Regions from separate parts of the Mus musculus genome. Here all the other regions are linked to region 5. Evidence: chromatin contacts called from public promoter capture Hi-C data. All regions are on one chromosome and are shown on one strand. The core of a region is the stretch at or near the end of the contact, and the rest is flanking DNA. Distances in the headings are between cores, read along the strand shown. Region 1 holds the start of Rpl27 (ribosomal protein L27). Region 2 holds the start of Cntd1 (cyclin N-terminal domain containing 1). Region 3 holds the start of Vps25 (vacuolar protein sorting 25). Region 4 holds the start of Aarsd1 (alanyl-tRNA synthetase domain containing 1). Region 5 holds the start of Cnp (2',3'-cyclic nucleotide 3' phosphodiesterase). Region 6 holds the start of Aoc2 (amine oxidase, copper containing 2 (retina-specific)). Region 7 holds the start of Rnd2 (Rho family GTPase 2).

What was found. Promoter capture Hi-C pulls out the DNA fragments that hold promoters and counts their contacts. Capture Hi-C pulls out chosen DNA fragments and counts their contacts.
Region 1: a contact with region 5 is called in a promoter capture Hi-C map of liver, with 4 times the contacts expected there. The contact joins the promoter of Rpl27 here to the promoter of Cnp in region 5. A contact is called at or near these places in 2 of 39 promoter capture datasets (liver and pre-B cells) and 1 of 9 other capture datasets (liver).
Region 2: a promoter capture Hi-C map of liver shows a contact between it and region 5, with 4 times the contacts expected there. The contact joins the promoter of Cntd1 here to the promoter of Cnp in region 5. A contact is called at or near these places in 1 of 39 promoter capture datasets (liver), 1 of 115 datasets of contacts at active chromatin or transcription factors (pancreatic cancer cells) and 1 of 9 other capture datasets (adipose tissue).
Region 3: a contact with region 5 is called in a promoter capture Hi-C map of pre-B cells, with 5 times the contacts expected there. The contact joins the promoter of Vps25 here to the promoter of Cnp in region 5. A contact is called at or near these places in 4 of 39 promoter capture datasets (the C10 cell line, liver and pre-B cells).
Region 4: a promoter capture Hi-C map of liver shows a contact between it and region 5, with 3 times the contacts expected there. The contact joins the promoter of Aarsd1 here to the promoter of Cnp in region 5. A contact is called at or near these places in 1 of 115 datasets of contacts at active chromatin or transcription factors (pancreatic cancer cells) and 2 of 9 other capture datasets (adipose tissue and liver).
Region 6: a promoter capture Hi-C map of liver shows a contact between it and region 5, with 6 times the contacts expected there. The contact joins the promoter of Aoc2 here to the promoter of Cnp in region 5. A contact is called at or near these places in 2 of 39 promoter capture datasets (liver and pre-B cells).
Region 7: a contact with region 5 is called in a promoter capture Hi-C map of liver, with 3 times the contacts expected there. The contact joins the promoter of Rnd2 here to the promoter of Cnp in region 5. A contact is called at or near these places in 1 of 39 promoter capture datasets (liver) and 1 of 9 other capture datasets (liver).

Annotation. Positions count from the first base shown.
Region 1 is chr11:101,440,937-101,443,745 of GRCm38.p6, forward strand. Rpl27 (ribosomal protein L27) reads left to right here and starts at 1,309. Exons shown (of 5, transcript NM_011289.3): 1 at 1,309-1,520; 2 at 1,787-1,869; 3 at 2,565-2,734. The coding sequence starts at 1,789.
Region 2 is chr11:101,277,297-101,280,473 of GRCm38.p6, forward strand. It overlaps Cntd1 (cyclin N-terminal domain containing 1), which reads left to right and starts at 1,907. Exons shown (of 7, transcript NM_026562.2): 1 at 1,907-2,184. The coding sequence starts at 2,010. It overlaps Coa3 (cytochrome C oxidase assembly factor 3), which reads right to left and starts at 1,652. Exons shown (of 2, transcript NM_026618.2): 1 at 1,418-1,652; 2 at 674-1,156. The coding sequence starts at 1,631. The coding sequence ends at 1,044. Wnk4 (WNK lysine deficient protein kinase 4) reads left to right here. Exons shown (of 19, transcript NM_175638.3): 19 at 1-113.
Region 3 is chr11:101,252,017-101,254,978 of GRCm38.p6, forward strand. It overlaps Vps25 (vacuolar protein sorting 25), which reads left to right and starts at 1,691. Exons shown (of 6, transcript NM_026776.5): 1 at 1,691-1,791; 2 at 2,015-2,160; 3 at 2,927-2,962. The coding sequence starts at 1,739.
Region 4 is chr11:101,415,732-101,418,779 of GRCm38.p6, forward strand. Aarsd1 (alanyl-tRNA synthetase domain containing 1) reads right to left here and starts at 1,702. Exons shown (of 12, transcript NM_144829.1): 1 at 1,619-1,702; 2 at 1,372-1,503. The coding sequence starts at 1,657.
Region 5 is chr11:100,573,356-100,576,270 of GRCm38.p6, forward strand. Cnp (2',3'-cyclic nucleotide 3' phosphodiesterase) reads left to right here and starts at 1,584. Exons shown (of 4, transcript NM_009923.2): 1 at 1,584-1,713; 2 at 2,881-2,915. The coding sequence starts at 1,711.
Region 6 is chr11:101,323,443-101,326,630 of GRCm38.p6, forward strand. It overlaps Aoc2 (amine oxidase, copper containing 2 (retina-specific)), which reads left to right and starts at 1,621. Exons shown (of 4, transcript NM_178932.1): 1 at 1,621-3,188. The coding sequence starts at 1,651. It overlaps Psme3 (proteaseome (prosome, macropain) activator subunit 3 (PA28 gamma, Ki)), which reads left to right. Exons shown (of 11, transcript NM_011192.4): 11 at 1-95.
Region 7 is chr11:101,466,598-101,469,461 of GRCm38.p6, forward strand. It overlaps Rnd2 (Rho family GTPase 2), which reads left to right and starts at 1,578. Exons shown (of 5, transcript NM_009708.2): 1 at 1,578-1,842; 2 at 2,336-2,423. The coding sequence starts at 1,741.

The DNA.
Region 1 (2,809 bases), core at 59-2,558, 870 kb after region 5:
CAAATCCCAGCAACCACATGGTGGCTCACAACCATCTGTAACAAGATCTGACTCCCTCTTCTGGTGTGTCTGAAGACAGCTACAGTGTACTTACATAAAATAATAAATAAATCTTTAAAAAAAAAAAAAATGAACTGAAAAATATTGAAGTAATAATAAATAGGGGCTGGAGAGATGATGGTACTTAGAGCAGTTTCTGCTCTTGCAGAAGATCTGCAGAGAACCCAGGCTCAATTCCCAGCACCCACACAGTGACTCACAATCATCTGTAAAACCAGTTCCAGGGCATCCAACATTTTCCTCTGACCTCCTTGGAGAATAGACACTCATCTTGGTGCATATACATACATGCAGGCAAAAAAGCAAAATACTCATACAAAAAAATAAAAATAAATCTATCGAGGCCAGCCTGGTCTACAGAGTGAGTTCCAGGACAGCCAGGGCTACACAAAGAAACCCTGTCTCAAAAAAAAAACCAAACCAAACAAAACAAAACAAAATCTAAATCTCAACATATATGTGTGTATATATATATATATATATATATATATATATATATATACAAATATATAATATATATTTTAATTTAAAAATATATTTTAAAAGCTAGGAGTACCACATGCTTATTGTAGTCAATATCTGACATCATCGGGTTGAATGTTGGAGATAAGGATACTGTCTGATCTTTTCCATTTTTCATTTTTCATCTAACTGTGCGCGAGGAGGTCATTTTGTTTCTTTTTTTTTTTTTTTTTTTTTTTTTGGTTTTTCGAGACAGGGTTTCTCTTTATAGCCCTGGCTGTCCTGGAACTCACTTTGTAGACCTGGCTGGCCTCGAACTCAGAAATCCGCCTGCCTCTGCCTCCCAAGTGCTGGGATTAAAGGCGTGCGCCACCACGCCCGGCTGTCATTTTGTTTCTTATGGATAATAATTTTAAATTATTTAAATTAAAATAAATTGTAATTTATTTACCTATGGAAGACAGAGTCTATGTAACCTACGTTGGACTAGAACTGGAACTCTTGTCTCAGCCCCTCAAACGATGGGATTACAGGTTTATGCAGCACACACACACACAAACACACCCCCGCCCACCACTGACACACACACACACACCCACACCCCCCCACACACACACCCCCGCAAAGCCCGGTCTTACAAAGCAAAACTGTGAATTTCAGACTCTGTCCTCCTCCTAGTGGCAGAGTAGGGGACTACAGCAATGAAGGGGACAGAACAGAGCTCACATTCAGGTGTCATCCTCGCTCCTCCCTCCACACGCCGGAACCGGAACGCTCTGTTCCTGTCTGCTGCTCGTGCTGCTAATAAAGCTTGGTTCAAAAACGCAGTGCCCGACCCTCCCTGACGAGCTCCTTCCGCCAACAACTTTGACCACCAACCGTGGGGCATGGCTGGGCCTGGGAGGCGGGACAGGAAGTGAAGCCACCTCTCCGTAAGGTGAAAGGTTAGCGGAAGTGCCCTCCTTTCCTTTCTGCTGGGTGCCGGCTGCCTGCTGTCGGTGAGTAAAGGCCTGGAGAGGGTCTTGCAATCCGCCGCCATCGCGGTCCCGGGGTCGGGTTGCTGGGCTCATTCGGACTCTGAGCCTCTGGCGGCTTCACGGGGAGTCGCATCCCTCGAGCAGGACCTCCGGGCCGCGTGGCGGAGTCGGCAGCGGGTGATCTAAAGTCGCGGGCCTACGACCGGGGCTCGCAGGTAGACGTCGGCTCCGGGGCCTTCCGCTTTACACACTTGTGAGCGGCTCCTTCCTTGTCTTTGTCTCTGCAGAGATGGGCAAGTTCATGAAACCCGGGAAAGTGGTGCTGGTCCTGGCCGGACGCTACTCCGGACGCAAAGCCGTCATCGTGAAGGTACCAGACCCCCGGGGCTCTTGAGACTGCTTGCATGTGCGGATTTCGGCTGCTGGATAAGATGAGCCGGATGGGAATTTAAGATCTGTCCTAACAATAGGCACTGGCGAATGCATAATGGGTAGTAATGGTGGCCACTGTGTATTGTACATATTACAGCTGTGGTGTATAGTTCTTGCAGTAACTTAATTTCCGGCACTAAGGTTTCGAGGTGTTAAGTTACTTAAGGTCAAAGTAATGGGTGCTGCAGGCAGCTGAGAGGATGTAGGATGGGAGACACTACTTACACTTAGAGAGCATCCCCTGGGTGTGTTTGAGCGTTTTGCTACTTGCCTCTTACCAGTTTTATAAACCCTTGTGGTCCTAGCCACAAGACCACTGGCCTCTCCAGCTTCCTGCTCCTGTCATTTAGCTAGAACCGGTTAGTTAGGCTGCCCGCTTTGCAGTCTGGGCTTTAACCTTAACTAGCTTCATGGGGGAAGGTGTTAGGGGTCACTTTGAGTGTTAGCCTTGATGGACTTCTAAATCTCCTTGTGACAGGAGTCAACACTGGCTAACTCAGAGTTACTGTCCTGTTGACTCTTAGCATTAAAGGAGTAATCTAGAGATGTGGAGGGTGTATTCAGTAAACATAGTTTTACTAAGATGGGGCCGAAGCAGTAACGTGACTTTTCTTTTTCCCTTTTCTCGTCTAGAACATTGACGATGGCACCTCGGACCGCCCTTACAGCCATGCCCTGGTGGCTGGAATTGACCGCTATCCCCGGAAAGTGACAGCTGCCATGGGCAAGAAGAAGATCGCCAAGCGATCCAAGATCAAGTCCTTTGTGAAAGTTTATAACTACAACCACCTCATGCCCACAAGGTGAGCCTTCCAGAAATGGAATTGCAAGTTCACATCCTCCTCTGAGGAAGAGGCAGCCTTGTGGTTGCTGTGGAA
Region 2 (3,177 bases), core at 657-3,156, 700 kb after region 5:
GCAATCCGAGTCCAGATGCTTGCGGAAGGCCAACTTCCAGCTGGGAGAGTGGAGGGGCTGTGCTCCTGCCACCAAAGTCAACAGCAACCAATAAAAATACTGAGGAGAAAGGCTGTGGGTCTGTATCTGTCATGCCTTAGGGACGGGGTGGGGGACAAAGACTTGTGAAGCAGGCAAGAAGGGTGAGGAACTCGAAGCCATTCTCCTCTCACAATGGAAGGCAGGATGGAAGCGGCCCAGCTTTCTGGCTTTTTGCCACCAGGTCATGAGGAAACTACATGACCAAATGATCCAATGGCCAAGGCATGATCCCCTCCAGACCCCACCCTAGGCCTGTATAGGCAGGTACCAGTAAATGTTAAAAGAATGAAGTTACTCCTTGCTCATCCTTCACCTACCAAGCTAGAGACAGGAAAAGGCCCGTGCCATTAAGAGTCTGTTCTTGAAGGCAGAGAACAGAAGAGTGACCTTCTTCTACCCCCTAAGACCTGGGTCAGTCTCAAACAGTCCAGTAATCTCTCCCTTAAATCAGGTGGAAAGATCTCACGGAAAAAGTAATTCTAGTTAAACATTTACAGCTCCCTGGGGCAATGCCACCGCTGCAGCTAGTGCCAGGGAGCTTTCCAGCGTGAAGTGCCATATGTCTCTCTGCCCCCACACACTAGCTTGGCTTCGGGAGACATGACTCATTTTATTACTTTAACTTGACCCTATCTTTCCCACTTTAAGGTTCCAACGCTGCAGTTAAGCCACACCCTCCCCCTTAAGAGTCGGGGCCCCTGGGAGGTGAAGGGGTAAACCACAAAGTTTGGGTAAAGGCAAGGTTGCATACCTCTCAAACAAGGAAATAAAAAGGGCTGAGTAACTGGACAAACTGCACGTGAAGTGAGCAATCCCCCCCTTGGCAGCGGCCAAATGCATAGTCTCTGGCTTCTTGGGCTCAATCACACAGTCCGACGTTAGTGTGCCAGTGATGCTGTAAGACCACCAGGCATCATTCAACATATACAGGGGATCCAGCAGTTTGAAGATGGTCCATACAGTTAGGGTCCCGAAGCTCGCTCTCTCTCAAGAGCACGGGCTCGGGCAGCTTTGGCTTCATCTTCCAGCTCATCAAGGAAACGCTCTTGGGCCACCGAGTAGAAGGTGTAACCATCTGACGGAGTGGGTTCAGGAAACCACAAAGCACATGGGCATTCCTTTCGTCTAGCCACCCTTGCTGTTTTCCCAAATTAATGATTTTGGATTGCCACCCTTTTGCTCCTTTTGAACCCTTAACCAATTGTTATTACTAAGCCAATACGCGCTGCGTATATATAGTAAGATTAGGCATGAACCTCATTTGCCCGCACATTAAAAGCTACACGTCTTGTTCCCTTTTCCCTAACCCCATATGCGGTATAGCCAGGACGGATACAAATAGCTAACACCAGGGCCCCGATGCCCAGGCCGGTCATGATGTTCCGGGTCCGCCGCTGTGGCAGTGTTTTCTGCCACTGGGCAAGTTGCACCTGCCGCATAAACTGCAACTGCGCTGGGGTCAATTTCTCCCGCGACGGGTCGATGCGCTGAGCGAATGGAGCATTTCCATTCTTAGCATTCAGAGGGTCACCAGCTCCAGGGGCCGCCATGTTGCTGCTCCGCCCTAAGCCGTCAAGCCCGGAACTCGCCAGGAATTGTAGTCTTTGACTTCAGCAAGGAACTCTGGGAGCTGTAGTCCACGTGGAGTTTTCTGGGTAGAGGCAGGGTCTCTCCGCCCTAGAGGAGGGACAGGAAAGGTGAAAAGCGCCCTGCTTTCTGATTGGCTGAGCTCTCTGTGTCAGTTGGGGCGCGAAAAGCTGTTGACCGTTCGAAGCCGTGGTGGACATTATGTTTTTTCTCAGATTCGAAGCGAGGGCAAACATATAGAAAGGGAAGGAAGAATCCAAGGTGTGGCAGAAGATTCTGGAAATAAGCTAAGGAGGCCAGTTTATGGATCCCGTAAACTGTCCAAGTACTCCGAAAGACTTATGAATATGGAAGGACCCTTGAGGCCCAGGCTGGTGAACTGTAGTGACTTTCAGTTCGGAGTGGTTACCACAGAGACTATCGAAAACGCCCTGCTTCACTTGGCCCAGCAGAACGAGCAAGCCGTGAAGGAGGCTGCGGGACGGACGGGCAGCTTCAGGGAGACCCGGATCGTGGGTGTGGATGCAGAGTGGGGAGTCAGGTTTACGGGAGGCAGGGGAGCGTTGATCTTTGTTTTTCACTCAAATATTTTGCTAGTACTCTTGTTGTGCGAGGTCGTGGGGCTTATAAGCGATGAACGAGGCTTACTAGCACTCTTTTTTTTATTTCTTAACCCCCACTTCCCTGCACCACTCCCCACGTGCCTTTTTTTATTTTTATTTTTAAAGACAAAGTCTCACTGTGGAGTCATGACCTGGAACACTCTCTGTAGCTTAGGCTGGCCTGGAATTGACAGATGTTCTGACTCCCAGATGCTGGGATTAAAAGCACACGGCATCATGGGGAGTCCCCCCCCTTTTAAAATTAATGTATGTCTGTATGAGGGTATCCAATCACCTGAAACTGAGGTTATAGACAGCTGTGAGCTGCCATATGGGTGCTGGGAATTGAACCCTGGTCCTCTAGAAGGGTAGCCAGTGCTTCTAACTGCTTGAGCCATCTCTCCACCACCAGCCCCCTTTACTCTTCTTTCCATAAACGTGTTTAGAGTGCTTATCATTTACATTGCCTGGTATAGAAAGAGGGAACTGCAATCTAGCCATTGCTCTCAAACTATGTAGTCTTTAGGTGGGAATTGTTAACATATGAGCAAGTGGATACAAATAACGGTTAGAGTGATTGACACAGAGAATACAAGCTACTATGAGAATTTAAAGGAGTGGTAAGATGAGGTCCAGGGATTGAATGATACCATGAATAAAACTTGGGAAAACAAGAGGGAGGCTGGGAGCGGAGGGTTTAGTTGTCCAGGTTGACCAGAGCATATGGAGAAGCAATAGAGAGTAAGGCCAGGAAAGTAGTTTGGAGACATTCCAAGCAGAGGTCTGAATGTCTGTCAGGGGAGAGAACTTTATACTTGTTTTAGCAGGAAAAAAGAAGAATTGAGAATTATAGGCAGTTGTGAGCCACCTGATGTGGGTGCTGGGAATTGAACCCAGGTTTTCTGGA
Region 3 (2,962 bases), core at 441-2,940, 680 kb after region 5:
TAAATAAAAAGAAATTAATACCTTCTTTAAAAAGAAAGAAGGTGGGTCTAGAGAGATGGCTTAGCAGTTAAGAGCACTGAGTGCTCTTCCAGAGGTCCTGAGTTTAATTCCCAGCAACCACATGGTGGCTCAAAACCATCTGTAATGGGATCTGATGCCCTCTTCTGGTGTGTCTGAAGACAACTACAGTGTACTCACATATCTAAAATAGATATATCTTTAAAAAAAACAGACCATGGACACAGCACACACATGTAATCTCAGTTCTCAGAAGGTTGAGGCAGTGGGATTAAAGGCTGAGCTCTGGGATAAAGGTGTGCTCAGCTAACATTTTTTTTTTCTTTTAAGATTTATTTGTTTATGTATGTATATGAGTACACTGTAGCTGTCTTCAGACACACCAGAAGAGGGCGTCAGATCTCATTACGAGTGATTGTGAGCCACCATGTGGCTGCTGGGATTTGAACTCAGGACCTTCAGAAGAGCAGTCAGTGCTCTTTACCTGCTGAGCCATCTCACCAGCCCTAACATTACTTTTAAATAGAAATAAAGTGAGCTACACAGAAAGGGAGGGAGGCATGATGATAGTGATATCCGGAAAGAAATTGAAAAATTGAGGCAACACGTTACTTGTAAAGGAAGAATGGCAGTTTTGAGTTCAAAAGGCAAAGGAAGAAAAAATGGGGAGGAGCTTTGGAGCTATGAATTAAACATTGTGACAGAGAGAGATTAAGGGATTCTCACAATAATTCTTCAGGGAACAGAAAGATAGACACAGGCGGACTATTTTGAATGAGGATAACAGGGAATCAATGAAAACAGCCCAGCTTCTTCTCGCTCTTTAAAGGTGAGCATCTCCTAGCAGCCCAAGGTCAGCCTTCTTTTCAATACACCTTTTGTTTAGTGCTCTTATCCCTTAAATGGGTTCATATTGCATGTCAGGTCAGAAGACTCCCAAACTTGTATTTCTAGATCCAACAAGGCTCCCCTGAGAGTCCAGTAGTGAGATTAGTCAGCGAGCCCGGGACTCAGTAAACATGTTCTGGTTGGTCTTCAGCAATTTTCCACAGCTCAGCAGTGGAAGTACTGTTGGGAGAATGGAAACAGTAATTCTGGTTTGGGAACTGACCCGTAGTTTAGGCAGGCAAAGGGACAGATCTGACTAGTGTAGGCTGGGTATGAGTCAGATGAAGCCAAAGGGATTCCAAGTCTGGGGTCTAGAAAGGAAGAGGTTAAGAGCTAAACGTTAGTTTTGATTCTTTGAAAAAAGCAATAAGTTTTGATTCTTTGAAAATCGCGTATAGCGATGCAAACCACACAATATGCTCCCATGATCCTACAGGAAATTTAAGAGTGAAGTCAACCTGGGTGGGAATGCAGGAAATTTCGGCATCATGAGTTTAAATTGGCAACCGACACGAAGGTGAAGCCTCCAGATGTGGATTCTAACTTGCGTTCGGCTGACCTCGCAATTTGCAGAGGGAAACTACGTGTCGTCGTCCCCCCCCCCCCCCCCCGCCCCCGTTTCCCTCTGTTTAAGCGACAAGACCCAGAACTCCTGCGCTTCATGTTGAAGTTTTTCTTTAGACAGCAGCAGATTGGTGACAAGAACCGTTCCCATCCCACTGCGGCGCCTCCCGAGAGGAGTCCGGAACCTTTCTGCTGTGCTGTCAGCCCGGACATGCTGAGGCGGAGACCGGAAGCCCCTTGTCGGTTCCGGGTTTTCTGGGCTACTACGATGGCGATGAGTTTCGAGTGGCCGTGGCAGTACCGCTTCCCGCCCTTCTTTACGTGAGGCTCAGACCCTGAGAAGCCCAGTGTAGCTCCCTCCCGTCCCCGGGGCCCAGGGCTCAGCCCTGATGATTCACTTGGGGTTCCGGGGGAGACGGGAGCTGCCGGCCGCCTTCCTGTCCAGCCAGCCCGTCACTGTCTCCCCCTAACGTGCTGCTAGGCTGGTGCTGCTGCCGCCCTCTTCCACGCTTTAATTCCTCGTCCTGCTCCCTTCGCCCGGCAGGTTACAGCCGAACGTGGACACCCGGCAGAAGCAGCTGGCCGCCTGGTGCTCTCTGGTTCTGTCCTTCTGCCGCCTGCACAAACAGTCCAGCATGACGGTGATGGAAGCCCAGGAGAGCCCGCTTTTCAACAACGTCAAGCTACAGCGTATCCTCCCTCAGGCTCTTCCATAGCCCACCCCCAGCCCCCACACACACGCACTCCCACACTTTTCTACATGCCCAGACTGCATCTCCCCACCTCCCTTTACCCACAGTAGGCAGGCTTCTATTCAACCTGGACTTGGGAAACAGCAAAACTAAATGGCAGATAATCATTTTATATGCACTTTTGCAGGCAGTGCAAGCTCCCTTTACCCTAGTTAATGAGTGCTGGGGTCTTTAAGTCCCAAGCTTTACACACTGGACCCTTTAAAACTATTTGAATCTCCTCTCTGTGAGCCTCAAATCCCAAACCATCTTTAATAATTTTTTTGACTTGCCCCACCTCTCCCAGGAAGTGAGGGTCATTTATTTTTGCTCTCTGATTCATAGGTAAAATTTGTGGAGAAAAAGGCACAGAGAATGAAGTAAAGGGTAACACCCTTTATTTTCTAAAACTCTTGCCTTTTATTTGAGACCTGATCTCTATAGCCCAGCCCAGCCTTGGACTGGTGATTCTCCTGTGTCCATCCCATAAGAGCTGGTATTACAGGCCTGTAACACACTTTGCTAGTTCTTCCTTCTAACTGGAAGTTTCTTTTTACCTCCTTTTCCAGAATATTGAGGAAATGCAAACATATCTTCTTCAAAAATTGCATGTATGTATGGCAGGGAAAGGAGGGGGCTAGATCATTCTTTATCGTGGGCCGAACTCCGAAAATGTTTTATTTAACCTAATTTACATGTAGGCCATTCCCTTAACCTTAAGCCAGGGAAACTTCCTGTGGAGTCAATTCAGATTGTATTAG
Region 4 (3,048 bases), core at 452-2,951, 840 kb after region 5:
TACTCATATACATAAAATAAATAAATATTTAAAAAAAACAAAAAACAAAAGAAACAAAAAAAGATCCTTTCTCAAAAAAAAAAAAAAAACAGATAACTGTATTATAAAAAAAATTAAAAATAAGAAATAAATAAGAAAGCGCAGGGCAGTGGTGGCGCACGCCTTTAATCTCAGCACTCGGGAGGCAGAGGCAGGCAGATTTCTGAGTTCGAGGCCAGCCTGGTCTACAGAGTAAGTTCTAGGACAGCCAAAGTATACAGAGAAACCCTGTCTCGAAAAAAACAAAACAAAAAAGCAAAAACTGAAGCTTGGCTGGGCGAGGTGGTGCATGCCTTTAATCCCAGCACTTGGGAGGCAGAGGCAGGCGGATTTCTGAGTTCAAGGCCAGCCTGGTCTACAAAGTGAGTTCCAGGACAGCCAGGGCTACACAGAGAAACCCTGTCTCAAAAAAAGAAAAAAAAAAAAAAAAGAAAAAAACAACTGAGGCTTTCCCCTGGTCTACCAAATTCTTCCTTGCCTCCGATCTTGCACAGCTTGCTGGTTTCCTGAATGGAGTCTATACCTTCCTAGACCCTCCAAGGCCCTCTGTTCCGAAGCTCTGTTCCAAATCACTGTTCCAAAGCTCTCTAGCTTGTCCTCAACATGCACAAGCTCCAGCACTATCCCACCGCTTTGTTTACAGTTAGGAAGATTCTTTCAGGCTTCACTGTCCTTGTCTATGCCATCAACCTGGCTGCTAAGAAACTCTCCCAGAGCCCCCACTCTGGGTGGCACTCTCTTCTTCTTCTTTTTTTTTTTTTTGTAAACTGTAGCTAGGCTCTCCATCAAAGCACTCAAAAGGTCTGCTCTGAAAGGCACCGCCCCTCTTCTGAATTCTGGGAGGAGCATCTTAGTGCCTGTAAAATGCTTCGTGTAGATTTCCATCTCAGGGCCTTTGCACAGCTCTTCTACCTGAACTATTTCTTTTGCCCCAGAACCACTAAATAGCTACATTGGCTCATCCCTTCCCTTCACAGACAACTACCAAGCTGTCCAGAAGGCTCTCTACAGAAGAGAGCATCCCACCACTCTTTCCCTTTACCCAGCTTATTTCTAGGGACATTATCATTACTTATACCTGGCATACCGGGCTGTCTGCAACAAGCACTCCACGTGTATTTGGAGGTACTGTCTTGTTCAGTCTCTCTTCAGCGCCTGGAATATGACACACTGCCTGTGTCTTACCTACATAAGCATATGCTGAATGAATAATGCATTGAACTAACGCCCCTGGATTTACTGAGGCTGAGAAAGGGCGAACGCATTTTTCTGCAGGAGCGAACTGGAATGTGGGTTCCGGGGAGGGGGTCCGGCTGAGGCTGCTCCTAATACCTGTCCCCCGCCCTCGGGGAAAAGCAGCGTGTCTTCCAGAACCACATGGAATCCGCTCAACACTTCTTTCTTGCCGCCGCTCGCGTCCGTCTGCAGCTCGGCGGGACTACAGGAGACCACGGTGGTGGTGAACTGCGCAGGGAGAGGGGTGCGAGCATTATCCCTCTTACGCCGAGACTGGAGCCTGCAGCCACCCTCCCTCCCGATGCCCCCCTCGGTCTCAGGACCCTCGCCCACCGGTCCGCACCTCCCGTGCGTAGCTGTCGCGCTGACACAGGAACGCCATCGCGGTCTCCTAGGCCGGAGAGACCCGCGCGCGCAGAAAAGCCGGGCGGCGGACGGAGAGCGATGTGGGACAAATTTTCTTAAGCGTTACCGCGCTCGGCACGAAGGGGTATAGTGTGCCCAAATTTACTAAAACTGCCAACTGTAGGTGTTCTATGCTGTTTTGCCACCGTTTTGAGTCTGGAAGACCACAAAACTAAATACACAACTGGAGCTAAGACGTTCTTCAGCTCTTGGGGCCTTGTGATTTGGCCAGCAGAGGCCCTGTGGCATAAAGGTGGAAATGAGAGGGGCTGGACATACACAAGACACATATGTTAATATTTTACTTAAAACCAATACCCATAATATTTCATCATGTAACTTTTTTAAACTGAAGGGAAGAAATTTAACTCAGAAACCTATGATTTATGATAATTTCTATTTTTGGATGGTGGTGGTGTTTTGAGAGAGGGTTTCACTGTGTAACGTCCTGGCTGTCTTGGAACTTGCATTGTAGACCAAGCTGGCCTCGAACTTAAAGATATCCTCCTGCCTCTACCTTCAAAGTGCTGGGATTGAAGGCATTCATCACGACTGCCCAGCAATAATAGGCTAAGTGGATTTTTTTAAAAGATTTATTTTTATTTTATGTATATGAGTACACTGTAGCTGTACTCATGAGCCTTCATGTGGTTGTTGGGAGTTGATTTTTTGGTTTTTTGTTTTTTTTGGTTTTTTGAGACAGGGTTTCTCTGTATAGCCCTGGCTGTCCTGACTCACTCTGTAGACCAGGCTGGCCTCGAACTCAGAAATCCGCCTGCCTCTGCCTCCCAAGTGCTGGGATTAAAGGCCTATGTCACCACTGCCTGGTGGGAGTTGAATTTTTAGGACCTCTGCGCACTCAGCTTAACCCTATAAATAAGTAGACTGTAGTTGTCTTCAGACACTCCAGAAGAGGACATCAGATCTCATTAGAAATGATTGTGAGCCACCATGTGGTTGCTGGAATTTGAACTCAAGACCTTTGGAAAAGCAGTCAGTGTTCTTCTTAGCCGCTGAACCATCTCGCCAGCCCCGATAATTTGGATTTTTTTTTTTTTTTTTTTTGGTTTTTCGAGACAGGGCGTGTGTGCCACCACGCCCGGCGATAATTTGGATTTTTTAAATATTATTTTTACTTATGTGTACACCAAGTTACAGGTGGTTGTGAGCCACCTGGTATGGGCACTGAGGACCAAACTCTCATTTTCTAAAAACAAACAAACAAACAAACAAACAAAACACTTCACACTCTGGTACAGGAAGCTAAAGGGCCAGGCGTGACAGGGACCTCTGTGGGTGAGCGGTCTCTGTAACACCTTCCCACTGCAAAGTGGCCACAAGCTCTGCAGAGAGAAGGGGCTTTCCACA
Region 5 (2,915 bases), core at 334-2,833:
ATCAGGGAGGCAGAGGCAGCCGGATCTCTGTGAGTTTGAGGCCAGCCTGGTCTACACAGTGAATTCCAGGATAGCCAGAGCTGGACAGAGAGATCTCTCAAAGAAATAAAAAGTACATTTTAATTTATTTTTGTGTGCATTTATGTGTGCGGACCTACACACCTACTACCTGCCTGTGGCTGTCAGAGAAGAACAAGTCGAGGGAGTTGGTTTTCTATCATTCATGGCCTAGAAGTTCAACTCAGGGTAACGTGGCCATGTTAACAAAGCTATATCTCAACTGCTCCTGAGAAATTATATATAATTATATATCCGTTTGTTTTGTTTTGTTTTGTTGAGACAGGGTGTCTCTCTGTAGGCCTGGCTGTCCTGGAACTCACTCTGCAGATCAGGCTGGCCTGGAACTCACTGAGATCTGCTTGCCTCTGCCTCCCAAGTGCTGGGATTAAAGAAAAAAGTGAAAGTGAACAATGTCACCACGTCCTCGAAGCTAGGATGCACTTGCCTAGCTTGCAGGAACCCCAGCATCTTAAACAGCTGACATGTTCTTGTATGTATGAATTTCCAGCAAGAGGATAAGAAGTTCAAGGTCACCCTTTGTTACATAGAGAGTTTGAACTTAGCCTGGGTTACATGAGATTCATCTTTAAAACAAACCTTTTTTGGGGGATATCCAGCAAAGAAGACTGCTTAGACCCAAGCGGAAGCCAATAGAAAGTCTTTATTAGCCAGCCCCTCAGCCCCTTCACTAGACTTTTTTTTTTTTTTTTTTTTTTTTCCTGAGACAGGGTTTCTCTGTGTAGACCTGGCTGTCCTGGAACTCACCCTGTAGACCAGGCTGGCCTTGAACTCAGAAATCCACCTGCCTCTGCCTTCCAAGTGCTGGGATTAAAGGTGTGTGCCACCACCACCCAGCACTTTTCTCAGGGTAGGCTTTTAATCATAAAAACCACATCCTGTGTTGACACACCTAAGTCAGAAGCAGACTATAGGAGCCAAAAATCAAGGTTAGGACATTTAGGGCCTTTCCCAGAATTATGGACTTTGATGAATTAGGTCTTTGTTTTTGTTTTAGGAGGCGGTGATGCCTATCGGCCTGGTTTCGTGGCCTGAATGGTACTTCCTTCACATGTCAGTTGTGATAAGGTCTATGAGCCTGTTTCAAAATTTTAAACTATCTGACTGCACCCATTTCATCCCAGCCTGCCTGGGAACCCAGGAAAGGCAACTGCCTCCTGTTTTAAGAGTTCATCTCTCTCCTGGTGATGTCTTTAATCCAAGCACTTGGGAGGCAGAGGCAGGCAGATCTCTGTACCAGGCCAGCCTGATCTACATGGTGAGTTCCAGGACAGTCAGGGCTACATAGTGAGTTCCTGTCTCAGAGAAGGGAAAAAGTTAAACTTTAACTTTTAAGGAACAAAGAGGTGGCGTGGCGGACTCTTTCTTGGCATTGAGAGTCCAGGTGTGCTTTTACTTTCTGCCAAGGCTCAGACCGCTGCTTCCTGGCACTCAGGTTTCCATTCCCCGGGGGCGCGTGCGCAGAGGCTCGGGCTGACCCCGCCCTGTCCGCGCGCCCCGCCCCCAGGCTATGAAAGGGACCCTGCGTGGGGGGGCCCCGGACACCCGGAGACGCCCGTGTCCCTCACGCAGGCGGGCGGCCCCGGAGACATAGTACCCGCAAAGGCGGTGACGGCGGTGCGCCCACTCATCATGGTGAGCGCAGCGCGTGCGTGGGGGCCGGGGCGGGAGAGAGGCTAACTGAAAGCGAGATTCTTGGGGATGCATGGGCAGAAGTAGTTTGCAAATGAGGACACCAGGTTCCGGAGTTGAAGTTGCCTCTGGGTCCTCCAAGGCAGCCCTAAGGCAAGGGGCGCGAGCGGGGATATTTTGGGGGAGTCTTAGTGTCTTTGGAGAAGGAAATATCGCCGCAGGGAAGTGAAAGTCGATGCTCCTTGGCGACACCAGCTGGCAAATGGGTCTGGGTAGCACCAGAGAGTGCAGGGCTGTTGTGGAGCCCGCGCTGGGAGTGGGTTCCTGCACAAGGCTATAGAGAAGCCAGAAGCCAGCTAAATTCTCAGGGGCGGAAGCCGTTGTAGATGACAACTGAAACCGCTATGTCTTGTTTTTGTCAGAGAGGTGCTGCTAACACACAGCAGAATAGGGGGCACAGATCTCTGAATACAGGTGCCCTGTGCCCTAATCCTACAGATTGGGGGAGGGGGCGCACTGAGAGAGCAGAGGAGGAGGTGGTTGTGAATATGCCCTTTGTCCAGTGCCCTCCTGCCCTGCCCCCCACCAGCCCTCTGTGGGACCATTGTCCCCCTATACCCAGACAAGAGAGTATTATCTGTTGGTGCCATTGTTGGGTGGAGGGAGGCGGTCTTTGGGTCACCCTCCCCTGCCCTCACCCTCCTCTGCACACTCAAGAGAGCCAAGGCAGCTGTGGCTTTGCCCATACATAGAGCCCCAGGCCTCCAAACAGGACATCCTTAAGAGGTGCCAAGAATATATAAGTTAGGGCTGACAGGGAGCCACAGGCACTTGCTGCCCTTGCGTGCCCTGTCACCAAGGTGTTCTGAGGGGGAGCAGAGAGTGATCCTTGGAGCCAGAGACTAAGAGGTTAGGTAGCTTCAGAAAGATTCCCTCTACCTTACAACCCAGCTGTTGAAGATACTGAAGGATCTACTGCGAGGAAGAAAATCCACCATTCCCCTCCGGGGAAAGCATCCACCATTCAAGGGTGCTTTAAGTTAGGCTTGGGGATTCCTCAACTGACAAGCGGTCCCCCTCTGGGAGAACTCGGCCAGAGACTAGGGTGTGGTGCTTGCGGGCTGGCTTTGAGGAGCCGGGGCTGACATCTCCTCCTCCCTTCTTACACAGAACACAAGCTTTACCCGCAAAAGCCACACATTCCT
Region 6 (3,188 bases), core at 371-2,870, 750 kb after region 5:
CTGCCCCTCCTTCCTTGGATTGTAATGTAAAATTCTTTTACCATGTCAAGAAATTATTAAAAATACAGGTACTTTGACCTCTTTCTAAAGCTGCAGACCCTGGTGCTGTACTCTGGTGACTGAGGGACATAAGGGTCACACATGAGCATTCAGACACCCATCTTCACAGACACTCTGGCTAGCCTGTCGTGTGTGAACTTACTAGTTGAACCTTCATTCCTCTTCACAGTGCAAGAACTAATGGGAGGTGGTTCCTGCTGTGTGTTGACGCTCAATTGTGTGAAAGCTGCCTGTCTTCACCAGATTCCAGGTCCTTCCTGGTGATACCCTGAGCTGCCAGCAGAGGCTGCTGTGGTTATGTGTGGGACCAGCAGCTCGGGCTGACCCTGTCGATCCAGTCCTTTTCCTCCATACCAGCTTGCCTCTACATACATACATACATTCATACATACATACTTACTTCATACATACTTTTTTGAGGGAACTCCTGGTATTGGTTTATACTGACCCACAGTGCTCATAAGAGGCTTACATCCCTCTAAAATAACATGTCCTCACTTCCCTCCTGACAGTGAGACTCTTCATTGTCTATAGAGGTTTAAGGTCCCAGTAGGGGAGGGGCATCTACTCTATTCTATCCCAGAGTTTAGAGCCACTAGCTACCTGCTCTGCCTGCCTGCCTCCCTCCCTCCCTCCAGGGTTACTAAGCACTTGCTGTGTAAGGCTACATTTTAATCAAAAGCACTCCACAGAATACTTTTATGCTTTTTATATATTTATTCGGTTTTTTTGTTTGTTTTTTAAAGACCCTTCTCTGTGTAGCCTTGGCTGTCCTAGGACCGCTCTAAAGACCAGGCTGGCCTCAAACTCAACAGATCGGCTTGTCTCCTGAGTGCTGGGATTGAAGGCATATAGTACCTCTCCCTGGCTATGCTTTTTATTTTTTAAGGCAGGGTATCACCTAGGTTGACCTATAATTCACTCATGTAGCTTAGTTGAACTCTCAGCACTCCTCTTGAGTGTTGGTATTATCAGTATAAATGACCATGCCTCATGCGCCTTCATAGGGAAGAAATTCAGGATATGTAGCCCCTTTAAGGCTACATAACTTGGACTGGATCATTGTATAGACCTAAACACAGCTCAACCTCAACCAGTCGTCTCTCTGACTGGATAGAGTAAGGCCTGGGTCTCCCAAGTCAGGCACTCATTAGGTCCCAGGTAGAGCTGACTGCTCATTGCTGAGTTGGGCGGTGGGTCTGGGAACTGGGAATGTAATTCTGCTAAGAGGTGTTTTGTTAGTACTTGTGTGTTAGACAGGGAAAGGAAGGAGTGTGTATCGAAACTGCCTTCTCAGGTAGTTCAGCTCCATTACCCACCCCATCCCTCTCACCTGTTCTAAATGATGACACGTAGTAGTTAGTGACCATTGGCAGTCAAAGTTTAGGGACAGGAGCAAGCTATGTAATGTCTTGAGCCAGAGCACAAGACAGAAAATTGGAACAGAACTACATAAAGCACGATCAGAGATTTCCTGTCCAGCCCACAGGGTGGAGTTTAGTCCATTCCTCTCCATCATCCTGAATATAAGCCTGCCACAATGTCAGACACCGATGAGCTCTCAGGACGGGGGGAGCTTCAGTGCCAGCCATGAATCTCAAGGTGCTGCTGCTGCTTCTGGGGCTGTCTTTCCTCACTGTCTTTGCTCTGGTCTATGTCCTGCTGACCAGGCAAGGCAGTTTCAGCCAGTCTCCTCGATGCCCTTCCATACCTCCCAGAATTCATCCCTGGACACACCCTAGCCAGAGCCAGCTGTTTGCAGACCTGACCCCAGAGGAGCTGACAGCTGTGATGAGCTTCCTGACCAAGCACCTGGGGCCGGGGCTGGTGGATGCAGCCCAGGCTCGACCCTCGGACAACTGTGTCTTCTCAGTAGAGTTGCAGCTGCCTGCCAAGGCTGCAGCCCTGGCCCACCTGGACAGAGGGGGGCCCCCACCTGTGCGAGAGGCACTAGCCATCATCTTCTTTGGTGGACAACCCAAGCCCAACGTGAGTGAGCTGGTGGTGGGGCCCCTGCCTCACCCCTCCTACATGCGGGATGTGACTGTGGAGCGCCACGGCGGCCCCCTGCCCTATTATCGGCGCCCCATGCAGAAAACTGAGTTTGTTCAGATATGGAGGCATTTGAAAGAAGTGGAGCTACCAAAGGCACCCACCTTTCTGGCTTCTGTCTTGAACTACAATGGCTCCACCTTGGCACCTTTGCATTCTACTGCTAGTGGTTTCCATGCAGGCGATCGAGCTACCTGGATAGCCCTCTACCATAACATCTCAGGTCTTGGAGTGTTCCTTCACCCTGTGGGGCTGGAGCTACTGTTGGACCACGGGGCCCTGGACCCTGCCGACTGGGTAGTCCAACAGGTCTTCTACCTTGGGCATTACTATGCAGACTTGGCCCAGTTGGAATGGGAGTTTAAAGTTGGCCGCCTAGAAGTGATTCGGGTCCCTCTACCCACACCAGGTGGAGCTTCCTCCTTGAGGCCTAGAGTCACTCCAGACCCTCCTCTTCCCCCTCTTCAGTTCTCACTTCAGGGTCCCCAGTATAACATACAGGGAAACTCAGTGACATCTCCCCTCTGGACATTTACCTTTGGTCATGGGGTGTTCAGTGGCTTAAGAATTTTTGATATTCGGTTCAAGGGTGAGCGTGTGGCTTATGAAGTCAGTGTCCAGGAGTGTCTGACAGTTTATGGTGCTGATTCCCCCAAAACAATGACGATCCGGTACTTGGACAGCAGCTATGGGCTTGGTCTCAACAGCCGAGCTTTGGTTCGGGGGGTGGATTGCCCCTATCAAGCCACAATGGTGGACATCCATGTACTGGTGGGCACGGGGTCAGTCCAGCTGCTTCCAGGGGCTGTGTGTGTATTTGAGGAGGCCCAGGGACTGCCCCTTCGAAGGCATCATAATGGCATCGGGGGTCATTTCTATGGTGGTTTGGCCAGCTCAAGCCTTGTGGTCAGGTCGGTGTCATCAGTGGGCAACTATGATTACATCTGGGACTTTATGCTACACCCAACCGGGGCCCTTGAAGCTCGTGTCCATGCCACGGGCTATATCAACACAGCCTTCATGAGTGGAGGAGCTGAAAGTCTCCTCTTTGGGAACCGTGTGGGAGAAAGAGTGCT
Region 7 (2,864 bases), core at 328-2,827, 890 kb after region 5:
TTTTTGAGACAGGGTTTCTCTGTGTAGCCCTGGCTGTCCTGGAACTCACTTTGTAGACCAGGCTGGCCTCGAACTCAGAAATCCGCCTGCCTCTGCCTCCCAAGTGCTGGGATAAAAGGTGTGCTCCACCACGCCCGGCTTACTCACTATGTTCTTGCAGTGGCAAACTACAAGCATGAGAACCTCTAAGACAGGGTCTCACCATGTAGCCAGGTCTGGCCTGGAGCCTAGAAGGTGCCATGAATACAAGGCTGGCTCTGCCTCCGGAGTTCTGTGGTTAAAATGACATGTGCCACCACCTCCCTTTTCTTTCACACTCTCTTTTCCTTTTGTTGGAATTGAGGATAGAACCCAGAGCCTCATGAATGTAGCTCTACTCCCGAGTTACATCTCTAACTTAAACTTAACAGTTTTGGGTGTTAATGCTGTGTGTCTGTTTACTTTTTGTAAAACAGCGATGAGATTGTGTGCTTTAGTTACCTTTACACGGTTATTCAAAACGAGATAACATTAAAATGAACATCTTCGACTTAAAGAAGAGTTTTGTTTGTTTTGAGACAGGATTTCTCTATTTAGACCTGGTTGACCTGGAACTCATTATATAGACTAGAGTGGCCTCAAACTCAGGGAGATCTGCCTGCTTCTGCCTCATGAGTGCTAAGACTGAAGGCGTGCAGCACCATGCCCGGCTAAAGAAGGATTTTTTTCACTTATGTATGCATGTATGTATGTATGTGTATTTATTTGTTCATTCATTCATTCATTCATTCACTTTACATCCCGATCACAGCCCTCCAAGCCCCTTTCTCCATCCTCTTCTAGGCAAAAGATGTCATGCAAATGGCGGTTTGCTTATTGCTAGTCTGAGATGAGGCTGAAATTGGCTTTGGGGCTTAGCTCTGGCCCAGCTTAGCTGTCAAAGGATTCTAGCTTCCTTAGCCTTCCCTTTGCTCTTTCTACCAAAACATCCACCAGAGGACGCAAAAGCTCCCCTAAAACTTTCCACTCAGTACTTGGCTAGAGGAACTTAGTCCATGCTTCTAGGTTGGTCACAGGCCTAGATCCCGCCACCCGTCGTTATGGAGATAGAAAGCTATGATGTCACTAATGTAGGGTGGGAGTGCTAAGGTCCGTACTTCCATTTCCCTAAGCTCTGTCTGGACCCGAGAGTGGAGGAGGGAGACAAAAATCAAAAATCCTCCCTTTCCTAACATCTCACGCCCCCCTGTGTTCGGGAAATAGATTGCTGCCGCCGCGCGTGTCCGCCGCACTAGCACACCTGCGTGCACGCGTGGGCACACAGAAGGCTCAGGCCTTGCGCCCGTGTATGGAGCTTCGCAGCTGACCCTTCAGAACTTCGCCCTCGGTCAGCCCAGCCTCCATGCCCGAGGAACTCAAATAAACGGGGCTCGCTGGCCACAAACCCTCAGGCGCTCCTGGGGTCACAGCTGCGCGCTAGAGTCTAACTCGGGTCCCCCTCCCCTCCTCCCAGGCCCCGCCCCGTCCCGAACCCCGCCCCTCGGCTGTGCGGGTGGGAGGCGGGGCCAGAGGTGCGGCCCGCGGGCTAGGGGCGGGGCGGAGGGGGCCCGCAGCCCCGGGCGGGGGCTCGGCGCGGGCCCGCGAGATGCCGGTGTCGGCGGCCCGAGAGGCTGCAGCTGCAGCGGCGGGGGAGGAGGCGGCAGAAGCGGCGGCTGTGCCCGGGAGGGGGGCGGCGTGGGGGGCCGGCGCGTAGCCGGGACCATGGAGGGGCAGAGTGGCCGCTGCAAGATCGTAGTGGTGGGGGACGCGGAGTGCGGCAAGACAGCGTTGCTGCAGGTGTTCGCCAAGGACGCCTACCCCGGGGTGAGGAATTGGCGTCTGGAGAGAGGGGCACCGAGGCTGCGGGGAGTGGGTTATAGGGGCCCCGGGGGCCGCTGGAAACCGGTACCAGGGTAACCAGGGAGGAGAGAAAGAGGCTCAGAGGAAGGGAAGGAGGCGTTGGGGGGTCTGAAAGGACTGCAGAGGATTGGAGTGGAAGGAATCAAGGAACGCGGTGAAATGGATGGGGCTTAGGAGCATCAGAGGATCCGGAAGGGCGCTCCGGGAGAATGACTGAGGTCCCGGGCATCCGAGAGAGAAAAAACTAGGGGCTAAAGGGACCCGGGAAGGGGGGTTATCTGAGAGTCTAGCTAGGAGGTGGAGGCAGTAGCTCCCCGGATCTTCCCTTAGCCCAGCCTCAGACCAACTTCTGTCTAGGGACTGAGCTGGACCGGGTGTCGAGGGAGGAGGGCAGTTGTCAGGGTGAGTGAGTACTGGAGAGCAGCTCTCTCTCATTTTGACCCATCCGTGTCTGCAGAGTTATGTCCCCACGGTGTTTGAGAACTACACTGCCAGCTTCGAGATCGACAAGCGCCGCATTGAGCTCAACATGTGGGATACTTCAGGTAGCCAAGTCCCTCGGGGTCACCCTGACGGCGGCCAAGGTCCCTTCCTCTAGCCCCTCCCTTGGCCAGAACCTGAGATTCCAGGTCAGCTCAGACATCCATCCAGTTTTAGAGCAGAACATCAGTTTCTCTTTTGAGCCAGGGAAACTGAGGCAGAGTTTCTTAGGCCTGACAGAAACCACGTAGGAAGTCTAATATCGGCCCTGCAGCTGGGTTCTGCTTACCCAAGGAACTTGGAAAGAAATGATTTATTTTGGAACATGTTTCTTAGGAAATAGGACTGGGTTTAGGAAAGCTATTTAGAATTACTGGGGTGGGGGAAGGTGGTGGAAAGTAGTTTTTTTTTTTTTTTTTTTTCTTCCTCTAGACTGAACTAGAGTCCCAGGAGAACAGGAGCACTGGCTCCCTGTCCTTGCTCCAACCTCATGGGAAGGGTTTTTA